Linked DNA regions of Mus musculus: region 1 is linked to region 2. The links are chromatin contacts, called in public promoter capture Hi-C maps. All regions are on one chromosome and are shown on one strand. The core of a region is the stretch at or near the end of the contact, and the rest is flanking DNA. Distances in the headings are between cores, read along the strand shown.

Region 1 (7,304 bases), core at 4,161-6,660, 550 kb before region 2:
CCTTCTGTTAAGTACCACTGAGAAGCTGAAAAGATGGCTCAGTAGTTAAAGACAGTTGTTGCTCTTGTAGGACTTGGGATTTGGCTCCCAGCACCCACAGAGCAGCTCACAGCTATCTATAGCTCCATTACCAGGGTATATGATACCTTCTTCTGACCTCTGCAGGCACCAGGCATGTACATGGTGCACATACATACAGACATGCAGGCAAAACACTCATACACATAAAATCACTCTCTAAAAAATTTTAACAGGAAAGAAAAACTTAAAAAAAAAAAAAAACTACTGTGACTACTGTGCTAGAACCTCGTCAGTACTCATCCTCTCTGTCCAGAGGACTCTTTTGTTTTTGTTTTTCGAGACAGGGTTTCTCTGTGTAGCCCTGGCTGTCCTGGAACTCACTCTGTAGACCAGGCTGGCCTTGAACTCAGAAATCCACCTGCCTCTGCTCCCCCGAGTGCTGGGATTAAAGGCGTGCGCCACCACGCCGGGCTCCAGAGGATTTTTTTTTTTTAATGTATTTATTTAATGTATATGAGTACACTGTAGCTGTCTTCAGACACACCAGAAGAGGGCGTCAGATCTCATTACAGATGGTTGTGAGCCACCATGTGGTTACTGGGAATTGAACTCAGGACCTCTGGAAGAGCACGCAGCCAGTGCTCTTAACTGCTGAGCCATCTCTCCAGCCCCTCCAGAGGATTCTTAAAAGCACAGGAACAAAGTTACAAAGTAGACTATATGACTCATGGTGAAGTTATGACCTGAGTTTTCCAGTCCCCTTCTGAAATAACATATTCTCTAAAGGGCAAGAGCAACACACCCAAAAAGAAGCATACCATTTCCATGTTTGCCTTTGCTGGCAGTCCTTAAAGCACAAAGTCTTTAATTCACAAAGCCAGAGAAAACATCAGAGACAAAGGAAGTATGCTAAGAAGTCCTCTCCAGGGCTGGCGAGATGGCTCAGTGGTTAAGAGTGCTGACTGTTCTTCTGAAGGTCCTGAGTTCAAATCCCAGCAACCACATGGTGGCTCACAACCATCTGTAATGAGATCTGACTCCCTCTTCTGAAGTCTCTGAAGACAGCTACAGTGTACTTACATATAATAAATAAATCTTAAAAAAAAAAAAAAAAGAAGTCCTCTCCAGACTTCATAACTACAGCATGTTGTTCTTTCTGGCTTCTATGTTGCACTTTCCCTTAAGGCAAAAAGTGTGCCAGGAGATACACAGAAAAGCTTGTTCCCATGAAGCTGCTCAAACCCAACCACCAGAACACTGGGGAAATGCGTATTCTAGTTAAAGCACTGAGGAGGGAAGCTTTTCCCAATTCATTTACAATCGTTGTGCTTTAGCATAAGATGCTAAACAAAACTGTTCTACCTGCAAACAGAAACATCTAATGTGCTATGGGTTTTTAAAAAAAAGAAGTATTTAAGCCGGGGCATGGTGGCGCACGCCTTTGATCCCAGAACTTGGGAGGCAGAGGCGGAGGCGGAGGCAGGCGGATTTCTGAGTTCGAGGCCAGCCTGGTCTACACAGAGAAACCCTGTCTTGAAAAACAAAACAAAACAAAAAAAGAGATGTATTTATTTTATGTATGTGAGTGCACTGTTGCTGTCTTCAGACACACCAGAAGAGTGTGCATCAGATTCCATTACAGATGGCTGTGAGCCACCATGTGGTTGCTGGGAATTGAACTCAGGACCTGTGGACGAGCAGTCAGTGTACTGTACAGTCAGACATACTCTTCTAGTGTGTCTGAAGACAGCTGCAGTGTACTCATATAAATATAAAATAAATAAATCTTTAAAAAAAAGAAAAGACAGGTCTGAATCTAAAACTTAAATCAAAAGTTAGGTGAGATGGTATATACCAGCAGTCACAGCTATTCAAGATGCTGAGATGGGGATTTCTTGAATCTATAGTTCAAAGACAGCCTAGGCAACACAAAGTCCTTCATCTTAAAACAAAAATAAAAACTATTCAGCCTTTTATCAGCTAGAGAAAAAAAAAATTCAGGGAGGGGGGTTGTTCAAGGCAGGTTTTTTTTCTGTGTAATGCTGGCTGTCTTGGAATTTGCTCTGTAGACCGGGCTGGCCTCAGAGAGGTACATGCCTGTGCCACCCAAGTCCTGGGATTAAATGTGTGTGCTACTACCTGGCTATGTTTTTTTTTTTTAATGCATATATGTGTGTACTCTCTCGAATTTATGAGCAGTACACACATGCAGAAGCCCAAGGAGGCCAAAAGGTAACAACTGACCCCTTGTAGCAGAAGGTACAGACTGGGCTGTGGTGCAGAGAACCAAATCTATTCTCTACATGAGCAGTAAACCCTCTAACTCACTAAACCATCATCTCTCCAGTCCCAGGGGGCTGGGGGGTGGGGGATGGGGGGAGACAAATTTCTTTCGTTTTGTTTTTTGTTGCTGCTGTTGTGTTTGTTTTACTCAAGATAGGGTTTCTCTGTGTAGTGCTGTCTGGCCTTGAACTCAGAGATGTGCCTGCTTCTGAATAGAGTGGTTGTACTTGCCTCTTTCCTAAACACAGGAAATCTAATCTGGATGTTTCAATTAGTCAAGTTACAGTTAAATAAACCTTTCTTGTTTTATTTCTTAGTTTCTTCTTGTTTTAGTCTGGTTTTGGTTTCTTTGTTGTTGTTTGGATTTATCTTTTTTTTTTTTTTTTTTTTTTTGAGACAGGGTCGCATTCTGTAGCTCAAGCTGTCCTGGAACTCACTATGTAGTCTAGCCTGGCACCAAATCCATGCCAATTCTGTCTCACCTCCCAAATACTGGGATTACAAATGTGGGCCACCTCATCGAGCTTAAAGAAAGGTTTCTTTTAGAGGGAAGGTGCTTAAAAACAAGAATATCTTAATTGGCAATATTTACTCAGCTTAGATTCACCATTTCAGATAACCATGCCCTTACTCCAATCCTTTGCTTGCTTACTATATGAGTAAAGCCTATCACTTTATTTATAACATACTTTTAGCTGTGAGATACATCTAGCATGCTCTAGCAAAAGAAATTTAAATAAAAACATTTTTAATTTGTAAAAAATATTTCAACATAAATACTAATAGCTAACAAATGTTTATTTTCTATCAAATAAATTATTCAAATGCATACACCTACCATTGGAGAAATTTTATTATAAATATGCAAAATGAGGATTTTCTTTTTCACTGTTTCCTGGCCCCTGAATAAATAAAATCAGGATCTATAAGTTGTGCTAAGAATAGTGGGTATCTGAAAACTAGGAAGAGGTAGTCAGATCTCCATAAGTTCATCTTCAAAAGAAGTTCCAGGGGCTGGTGAGATGGCTCAGTGGGTAAGAGCACCCGACTGCTCTTCCGAAGGTCCAGAGTTCAAATCCCAGCAACCACATTGTGGCTCACAACCATCCGTAATGAGATCTGACTCCCTCTTCTGGAGTGTCTGAAGACAGCTATAATGTACTTCCATATAATAAATAAATAAATAAATCTTTAAAAAAAAAAAAAAAAAAAAGAAGTTCCAGACCAACCATGGCTACACAGTGAGATCCAGTTTTTATTTTTTTAGTTTTTTTTTCCAGACAGGGTCTCACTGTGAGAACCATGACTTTTTTTTTTTTTTTTTTTTTTTTTTTTAACACTGTTGAGAGGAGCCCTAAAAACTAGGGTTAAGGGCTATAAAAGCACAAAACTGCATTCAATCCCTAGCAGCACAAACCAAACTGTTCTTCCTTACTAAACACTAAGAAAATTATTATGGCATACAACCACACCTCCCTCTTCTGTTTTGTTTTGTTATTGTTTGTGGGTTTGTTTGTTTTCAGGGGGTGACTTGTTTTGTTATTTAGTTTGGTTCATTTTGTTCCCCCGAACCCAGACAAGGTTTTTCTGTGTAGCCTTGGCTGTCCTGGAACTCGCTCTGTAGACCAGGCTGGCTTTGAACTGAGAAATCCACCTGTCTCTGCCTCCCAAGAGCAGGGATTAAAGGCGTGCGCCACCACCACCCCTCAACTGTTTTTCTTATGGTTATGACTATTACAAAAGACAGTAAACTACCGAAAATAAAACAATGTTGGTATTGGCCTTATGCTTCACTAGGTGAAAATGTTTTTCACCCATACATCCCCTCACGCATGTAAAAGCTGCACAGGAATTTCTAGAATACAAGCTGGTTTTCGTAGGAAGCAAAACAGCCCTCATTTGATGTTGCAGTTTGTATGTAAGCTGAATACTGACATAGAGTACAAATCCTTAACGTAGGTTTTACTTAACTCCACTTCTCCAAAACAAAACTGAGAACCATGACGTTTTAGACTGCTAGGGGTTTTTTTTTTTTTTTTTTTTTTTTTCTTCACCTTTTGCAAAACATTCCACTTCGTACTCAAATTTGAAGACTGGGGTTTGCTAAAAAATTCTTCAAACACTACTGTTGACTCTTCTTTTTTTTTTCCTTTAGATTTCGCAACTGAAACTTGCAATCATTTCAGGGCCATACCCATTAAACAAGCACAGTGCCAGGTAAAATGACAGGCGAAACTGCATCCATGAATTTACGGAGGGACTATTTGGTTTTCATTTAGTACTTTTACCACCTCATTTTATGTCTCCGGCAAAGCCAAAGGAACCAAACTTACTTTAAAAAAAAAAAAAACAAAACAAAAAACTTGCAAAACAAAACAACCAAATTTAGGCCAATTCTTTTATCACCAAACATGGAGATAAGCGCGGGTGGAAAACGAACTTTACTAATACTTGTCAGTATCTCAAGGTCTTTTCGTTTAAAATAAAACCTTTCAACTCCAAGGCTGCACCGCAGCATTCCAGCACTTTAAGGCTCAACAATAAAGCCTTCCGCCGATCCCGGCCCGTTAAGACGGACCGCCAACCTCGCTTCCCGACCCGGAGCGCGCCACCGCCCGGCACGCCCTGCCCAGCACAGGGCGGAGCTCGACGGGCCAGAACACCAGGCCGCAGGAGGCCGCGGGCTCCCGGCGGAGACTGGGAACGTTCCCCGCTCCAGGAGCCCCGGCCCTGAATTCCGAGCCGAGACACCCGGCGGTGCGGCCTCCCGTCGCCACACCAAAAAAGGCGGCGGCAGGGACGGCTTGTCACCTCGGAGCCGAAGCACTGGGAGGCAGCGTGGGTAACCACGGACCGGGTCCCGGGAAAATTGGACGCCTCACCTGCTCCTCTCGATGCCACCGCTGCAGTTCGCTGAGGGGACAACATGGAGCCTCCTCCTTCAGCAGAAGTAGCAGAGGCAGAGAAGACAGGAGCGGGTTGAGGCTGCCCTGGAGGAGGGAAACAGGCGGAGCCTGGACTTGGGGAGAAACCGAGAAGGAGGGGCGCGCGGAGAAAGCCTACAGCTCAGGAGACAGCCCTGCCGATGGCGCAGGGCGTGACGAGGGCGGGAAAGCGCACGCGGCCGAGTCCCGCCACCGTTCGGTGCGCGTGCGCCGGAGCGGGGATCGTGCCGCGGGTACCTGTGACTGCGTACTGGAATGTCGGGTCCATCGGGAATTGTAGTTCGGCGTTTTCTTGGGCCCGGCCCCTCTGACCCGGGTGTTCGCCCTCATCCGGGGCGTAGAGGAAACGGAGGACAGGACTGGGCCGAGTGGGTCTTCCTACCGCTGAACTACAACTCCCATTAGGCCTTGCAAAGGGAAAAAAATGAGGAGGGCTCTCGGAAGACCCTGCCCGGCGCCTAACCCGGGGACCAGGGCCGGGCTTTGGCCACCCGGTTCCCGCCGGGAGCCCCCACCCGGCCCGCGTGCTGGGCTCTGGTGTTCCTCGCTGGCCAGGACTACAGGTGGTGGTATGAAAGAATTAACATGATGACGCGAACGCTTCGACTTTGACTTCACAAGGACAGACCATCGTGACTTCATTATCATCACCATCACCCCTAATCTCTGATCTGACCAAGGCTTACTAAAAGCTAAAGTAACGCCGGTCGTGGTGGCGCACGCCTTTAATCCCAGCACTTGGGAGGCAGAGGCAGGAGGATTTCTGAGTTCGAGGCCAGCCTGGTCTACAAAGTGAGTTCCTGGACAGCCAGGGATACACAGAGAAACCCTGTCTCGAAAAACAAAAAAACAAAACAAAACAAACAAACAAAAAGCTAAAGTAAGACCTTACTAAGTCAGGCTCCGGGTGGCACGCTGGTAATCCCAGTACTGGAGACCAGGAGAGGAGGATCAGGTGTTCAATACCTTCCTGAACTACATAGTGAGTCTCTGTCTCATTTTCGCGCGACCTCAGACTATTCTGAGCCATGACCCACCTTTTGTAAACTTTAGACTTCTAGGACCGTGATTCAAAGTTACTTTACAAAAGGAAGTTGTTGGGAAATGCTTTTATTCATACTTGACATATTGTGAAAATACAATTTGCCACAACTAAATACTGTTTTCTAACAAATCCTATAGATGGAGGTAGTGTCACCCCAGTGACTTGATTTTTCCTCACCATTGTTTCGTTCATTCAGCAAATGTTTTCTTTATTCCTTCGGCCTACCCTGAACTTCCCTCTATCTCTACACCCTGCCAAGCCTTTCAGCTATCTTTACTTCCTGAGCAATTATGCCAAAGGTTATGAGGTAAAAATTATTCGTAGCCTACCTAAAGAAATCCTGTTTACACTTCTTTAACCCCTCTTTGAGCCCCTTTACCCCCCAAACTCTCAAGACTGTTAGGAAACTCTCTTCTAGCTTTTAGATTTAAACCAAATTAGATCTTCTAGGCTATTGTGTAGTTGTTTCTTCTAAGGTGGACATGACCATTGCTGTCTTGAATCAGCCACAGGAGACTCATTGGAGGAAGGTGTATATCCAAGAGCAAATTGACCAGAAGGACTCTTCCATTACTGAAGCTGCCCATGGAACTCATCAGGAGTGCAGGTTCTTTGTGAATCACCCACGCTCCAGGTGAGATTTTTAATTTGTATAGTTGCCTATAAACTGCCCAAGGGACTTCCTGGTGATGTAACTGCCTTTGAGTCACCCGTGTACCTATAAGTGGCCTCAATAAACTCAATGGTTCACCAAGCTGAACTTGGATAGAATTCTTTCTTTGGTCTGTCAGTGCCCTTACCCCAGAATGACTAGGCCATTGTTTCTCTCTCCCAAGAAAAAGTAACACAGCATAGGCCAACCTGGTCCAGCAAGAAACTAGAAGTAAACATTAGGGGAAGAGATTAGTTCAAGAAGACATGACACAAACCCATTTTGTTACATGCTCAAAGAGGAGAGCCAAAGGGCAATGACTTTGTCACAACTGCAAATATTATTGTGTAAGAATTTA
Region 2 (6,580 bases), core at 2,729-5,228:
TGTTTAAGGCACTGCATAAATTGTACTTACTACTGAAGGAACCCTAGGTCTGCAGAGAATGAGCCAACTCAACAGCAACAATGATACCCACAACTAGGGTGGTGGTCGGGCCTAGGGCCTCCATCAGGTCTCCTCTGTGCCAGGCAGTTTCTAAGCAGTTACCGGAGCCCTGAGAAGTAGGACCAGCTCTATTCCCATTTCACAGTTTAGGAATGAAGGCAGAAGCAGTTGGCCTCTCAGTCTGCACTTAGAAGGCCTCCTCGGCTACAGCAATCTAGCCCAGAGGCCAGCACCGGCTGCTTCTCCCATCTTATGGCCTCCCCACTCTCTTCCTACTGTGCAGTCCCTGTGTGCTGCAGTTCCTGCCCTATGGATGCCCACAGCCCAGTGGACCTTGGTGCAGATAGTCAGGAGAGGTAGGACTAGGGTGAGCTGACTGTGCACACAGAGATGGCACACAGAGAAGGTCCATAGCTCTGGCAGGTCTGACACTTGCAGATCTCACTTGTGTTGCTTTTGCTTTGCTGAGACAGGGTCTAAGTAGCCTAAGCCATCCCCAAACTCATCTGTGCTTGGTGCTAAGTTTATCGGCATATACTACCATACCCAGTTCTGCATTTGAGACCACTGAAAAGTAAATCAAATGTTTATGAATTCCATCACCACCTGCCACACACACACACACACCCCACACACTGGCCCAGGGAGTGTCTGTCTCTGCCTAGCATGGGATGGGAGGGAAGCAAAGAGGACACACGTTCAGCTACCTTCCCTCCCCATGGCTGTTTGCCCTGGTCGTCTTCATTCACAGCAGCTCTCCTTCATGGAGCTGGGGTACACCTCTGCTCCTCCCAGCAGCAGGCCCTGCTTCTACTGCGCTCCCTAAAGCTGTTTGCAAAGCTGTCAGTGTCCCTCCCCCACTTCAAACCTCAGGCTTGCCCTTCCTCCTATGAGTGTCCCCACCTTTCCTTCCAGTCTCTCATCCCAGACCCTGTCACTTTGTCCTAGCATGATGCCAGCCAATTGTCACCTCCTTCCTGTTGAAGCACCGAGTAGATGTAATACTCAAGGCAGCTCCTCTTTTGGGGGCTAGACCAGCACACCCCTCAACCACAAGACAGAAGCCAGGTTCCTCAGTTCCATGTTGCTGGGACAGCTCTAAAGAGGGGGCTTCTAGCCTGGGGTTGTCTGGACAAGGCCGGGCCCTTCACTCTGCAGACTGGAGTACTGTGACGAAGCAGTGCGGGACCCCAGCCAGGCCCCACCTGTGGACGTGCACCAGCCGCCTGCCTTCCTCCACAAGCTGCTGCAGCTAAGTGGGGTCTGCCTATACTTTGAGGAGCTGCCCTCCCAGGCAGACCCACCACAGCCACCTCTGCAGATCGCAGCTGCACGTGGAGCTCATGGTGAGGCTGAAGCAGAACAAGGCCTTCCCAGGCCCCAAGGTGAGTCCCAGCCATGGGGAACTTGATCCGTGGGGCTGGAAAGACAGCTCAGGGGTTCAGAGCACTGGCTGTTCTTTCAGAGGTCCTGAGTTCAATTCCCAGCAACCACATGGTGGCTCACAACCCTGTATAATGGAATCTGATGCCCTCTTCTGGTGTGTCTGAAGACAGCCACAATGTTCTCACATTAAGTAAACAAGTTAATTAATTAACTAATTAATTAACTTTTTTAAAAAAGGAAAGAAAAAGAAATCTGGAGATATGCCCAGCAGTGGTGGTGTACATCTTTAATCCCAGCACTTGAGAGGCAGAGGCGGATCTCTTGAGTTTGAGGCCATCCTGGTTGAGCACAGTAATCCAGGACAGCTAAGGCTATACAGAGAAACCCTGTCCTGAAAAACCAAAAATTAATAATAATAAAAACTAATAAAAAAGGAATAAGAAAGCTGAAGGTTAAAAGAAGGGATGGGGGGAGGGGACTGGAAAAATGGCTCAGTGGTTCAGAGCATTTATTGCTCTTGCACAGGATGTGAGTTCAGTTCCCAGCAACCACCTGTAACTCCAGCTTTTTTTTTTTTTTTTAAAGATTTATTTATATGTAAGTACACTTTAGCTGTCTTCAGACACTCCAGAAGAGGGAGTCAGATCTCGTTACGGATGGTTGTGAGCCATGTGGTTGCTGGGATTTGAACTCTGGACCTTCGGAAGAACAGTCGGGTGCTCTTACCCACTGAGCCATCTCACCAGCCCCCTGTAACCCCAGCTCTAGGGGATCCAACACCCTCTTCTGGACTCCAAGCCTGCACTTGCACATGTGCATTTTACACGGGCATACATATACAAATAATTTAAAAAAGGAAGTGGAGTGCCAGGCATGGTGACCTGTGATCCTAGTACTTGGTAGGTAGAGGCTGGAGGATCAGGAGTTCAAGGCTAGTCTCAGCTGTATAGAAGTTTGAGACAGTCCAGGGATACATGAGGGGGTAGGGATAAGTTAAGTTCTATGGAGCCAGTGACAAACCTGGTTGAGCTCAGATTTCTCTGGCTATACAGGGTCAGCAATGGGAAGTGGGGAGTATAACCAGTATCTCCAAGGCCTCTCCTTCCATCTTGGCACTCACTCACACTTTCCAGCTTCACACGGCTCTTGTTTGTCACTTAGGGTCACCTGCCTGTCCCATCTGGGCAAGAATAGTCGGGCTGAAGGCGAGCCATAGAGTAAGAAAGAACCTACTGAGCTGGGCGGCGGTGGTGCACGCCTTTGATCCCAGCACTTGGGAGGCAGAGACATGAGGATTTCTGAGTTCAAGGCCAGCCTGGTAGTAAATGCTCTGAACCACTGAGCCATTTTTCCAGTCCCCTCCCCCATCCCTTCTTTTAACCTTCAGCTTTCTTCTTCCTTTTTTATTAGTTTTTATTATTATTATTTATTTATTGGTTTTTCTGTAGGAGTGAGTTCCAAGATAGCCAGAGCTACACAGAGAAACCCTGTCTTGAAAAACCAAAAAATAATCATTTTAAAAAAAGAAAGAAAGAAAGAAAGAAAGAAAGAACGAACGAACGAACGGACCTACTGGCCACTTCTTGGGCTGGAGAGATGGCTCAGTGGTTAAGAGCACTGACTCCTCTTCCAGAGGTACTGAGTTCAATTCCCAGCAACCACATGGTGGCTCACAACCATCTGTAATGGGATCTGATGCCCTCTTCTGAAGACAGCTACAGTGTACTCACATACAATAAATAAATGAATAAATAAATAAATAAAGAGAAAAGTCACTTCTTTGGGGCTCTGCTTACCTCCCACTGATCTTGGGGACATAATAAGGGGGTCTGTTTTCAGCATTCAGTGAGTCAGCTTAATCATTAAGGGCATACCATACATCTCTGTGAATTAGCCCAGTGATGGTTTGTAGAAGAAGCAATCTGATGAAAGGAGCTATCTGGGGCTTCCCAAGAATCTTTAGGAAGTATGGCTGCAACAGCAACGTAAGGGGCACCTGAGAGTCAGGGGGCATGGGACAGGCAGATAATGGTAGTGAGGAACCTACCTCCATGATGACTGTTGGTGGCTGCCCGTCCCTGCTGATGAATGTTGCTCCCCAGGAGACCTGGGGCCAGGTAGGGACCTGGCTGGTCCTCAGTGAGGCTAGGGCCCAGGCCCCTATCTGTAGCACTAGCGTCTTCCTGCTCACTCGGCTCAAACTCTGGGATCTGGAACATACTCTGGGCTGTAGAGACAAGGTAAGAAGTACTCACTACACAGCTAGGCAAACAGTGTTTATGAGAAGCAGAGGAGAGGTACTCCTGTCTCCCTCTCCCACCACGGTAGCTCAACTCCCCAAATCTTCCCAATCCCTCATTTGTCTGCTCAGTCTGCCTGGCTGTCGCCCGAATATTAAATCTCTCTTCAGAGCTCTGTCCAGACACTAGTGCGCTCCCCCTGCCCGTTAGGACCGGGAATAGGTCTCACCCCAAGCCCGATCTCGAGGCCCCTGACCCGGGCCTGCCTCCTCCCTCCAGTTCTAAGGGCGCCCGGCCCTAGTTTCCTGGGCGACGAGAACTGTCACAGATCTGACCCAATCAGTTTTCGAAGTAAATCCCGGGTCGGCCTGGAGGCGGGGCCACCCCAAGCCAGGTCCCACCCCTGCGCCGACCTGCTGGTCTCCACCGCCTTCCTCCCGCGTCGCTCCCCAGGCTCCGGATTCCGGGATCGGACTTCCTCAAGCCTAGGGCGTGTGCAGGAGCCAGCGAGGGCTGCTTTGGGGTTCCCATTTGGATCCTGGAGGCCTGCTTCGGCTGATAAGTCCTCCAGCCCTTCTGGGCCCGAATTCCCTCCTGTAAAATGGGGTTAATGACACCTCCCTGGGGAGCTGGTGAAAACTCTGTAAACAGCTTAGTGATTACTTATAGAGCCGTTCACTGAAGCTCGGCCGTCGGATGCAATGGTCGTTGCGATGGTTATTGCTCCCCCTGGACCGAGTGACCGGGATGGGAAGACCAGCTCCTTCTTCCCGATCGTGGAGGCCTTGCACTGCCCGTCTTGGGGACAACCCCCCGCGCCATTTCGGGAGCTCCTTTACGGCAGGATGGCCGCCCGGGTGCGGAAGAAGGGACGGGGCGCCCAGGAAGGCGAGCCGTGGGGCTCCAGGGGCCTCTGCTGCCAGGATAGGTGTGCGTACGCTGCCCCGGGCCGGAGCGCGGGGCCTGCAGACAGAAGCTAGGGGGCGGGGTCCGGGTACCATCTTGGTTGTGGGCGGAAGTTTCCTTCAGTGACCCTGTGCGGGGAAGTCGTTGCCGCCCCCCATATGGGCACGCCGAACGCGATGTGGATTTGGGAATCTAAGCGTGGGAAATGGTAGTCCCCAAACATTAAGAGCTGGCGGTCCATGGCACTGGTAGCCCAGGTGCTTGCTGCGTGCGGCCTGCTCTACTCTCGGCCGCCCGCCGCCATCCGTAACCCGGGACACCCGCCGGCAGCGCACCTTGCGGCGATTCTCGAAGAGATGCACGCCGGGCGCGGCGCATGGCTTCGGAGTCCCTGCCGGTCGCTACGCAGTTTACGTAGCGAACGGACGTCCGCGCAGGCGCAGGAGTGGGGCGGAGCAGAGGGAGCCGGGGAGCTGGAGCCCGGTGTCCCGGCGACCGGATCCCGCTTACCCCGCAGCGGCCTGAGACCTGACATCGACTTCCTCTTATTCACCGGGGCTGAGGGTGGACGCGGTGGGGGAACACGTCTGGAATCTTGAGGACAGAGGAAGAAGCCTCCCAATCCGGATTATTGGAGGGGAAAGAGGAACCAAGCTTGGGGAGGGGGAGAGCGGGGCGTTGGGCGCCCCCGCAGCGGCCGCTGTCCTAAGCTGACGGGCATCGGCCGGCTCTCCCCCTCCTGCCAGCCGGACACGAGCAACCAAGGCCAGGGACTCTGTGCCACTGCATCCTCGCATCTTGGCTCTGGGGCTGGCCCAGGGAGGGACACCCCCAACCCCCATTTCATTTGCCCTGGGTAGGAAAGACCACTTTATACACTCCAGAGTGACGGGTCTAGGGCCCAGGGCCCAGGTTACCCGTGCCCACCCCCACCCCCACCCCCACGCCCGACTCTGCTGAGAAGGAAAGGCCTGACAACCTCAACTTCTTTTTTCCAGAGTTTCCAGGTCTCACCACCTATTGCAGGTCCCACCCCTCCGTATTTATTTCCCTGGCTTCTGGCCAGCCCTCTATCTCTGTCTCCGGGTTTCAGGCCTCCCTCCTTGACATGGAGAGTAACCTGTCTGGTCTGGTGCCTGCAGCTGGGCTGGTACCTGCACTGCCGCCTACAGTGACCCTGGGGCTGACCGCTGCCTACACTGCCCTATATGCTCTGCTCTTCTTCTCTGTCTATGCCCAGCTCTGGCTGGTGCTTCTGTATGGGCACAAGCGCCTCAGCTATCAGACAGTATTCCTGGCGCTCTGTCTGCTCTGGGCAGCCTTGCGTACCACACTTTTCTCCTTCTACTTCCGAGATACTCCCAGGGCCAACCGCCTGGGGCCCTTGCCTTTTTGGCTTCTCTATTGCTGCCCTGTCTGCCTGCAGTTCTTCACACTGACGCTTATGAACCTCTACTTTGTGCAGGTAACCACGGGAACCGGTGTGGTGGGAGTAGGAGGGCAATCTCAATGGTCCAAAGGAGTGATGGGGTATCTCTGCTCCCAGGTGGTGTTCAAGGCCAAGGCGAAGCGTCGGCCAGAGATGAGCCGAGGCTTGTAAGTACTGGAGATGTCAATGGGTCAGTGGCAGGGAGGAAGCCCACCCAGCAGGGTTGAGACAGGAGGAACCTCAGAAGTATTTGTGATAGAGCTTGAGAAACCTGAAGCGTCTGATACAGACATCTATGATAGTGTCAGGGGAGAGAGACCATCAATATCACCTGTGGTGGAGAAAGATGGAGGCTCCAACCCATGGAATGCATGAAGTCCTGCTGCACTTTTAGTGACCTTGGCTGCAACACCCCTGTCCTTACACAGTGCCTTCTAGTTTATAAAGATATTTCACATCTCACCTGAGGTGCTATTCCTATCGTCATTTGAGAGGATAACTGAGGCCCAGTTAGACAAAGCACCATGTTCAAGGTCACACAGCTGGAATGAGGCCCACT

The links. Capture Hi-C pulls out chosen DNA fragments and counts their contacts.
Region 1: a contact with region 2 is called in a promoter capture Hi-C map of adipose tissue, with 2.3 times the contacts expected there. A contact is called at or near these places in 2 of 39 promoter capture datasets (cranial neural crest and erythroid cells), 2 of 130 datasets of targeted methods (the SCID.adh cell line and memory CD8 T cells) and 1 of 9 other capture datasets (adipose tissue).

Annotation. Positions count from the first base shown.
Region 1 is chr19:7,492,544-7,499,847 of GRCm38.p6, reverse strand. It overlaps Atl3 (atlastin GTPase 3), which reads right to left and starts at 5,410. Exons shown (of 13, transcript NM_146091.4): 1 at 5,187-5,410. The coding sequence starts at 5,232. It overlaps Gm52401 (a long non-coding RNA gene), which reads left to right and starts at 6,054. Exons shown (of 2, transcript XR_003952920.1): 1 at 6,054-6,231; 2 at 6,801-7,054.
Region 2 is chr19:6,939,960-6,946,539 of GRCm38.p6, reverse strand. It overlaps Bad (BCL2-associated agonist of cell death), which reads right to left and starts at 3,978. Exons shown (of 4, transcript NM_001285453.1): 1 at 3,916-3,978; 2 at 3,494-3,673. The coding sequence starts at 3,665. It overlaps Gpr137 (G protein-coupled receptor 137), which reads left to right and starts at 5,347. Exons shown (of 7, transcript NM_207220.3): 1 at 5,347-6,057; 2 at 6,139-6,188. The coding sequence starts at 5,701. It also overlaps the pseudogene Gm19053.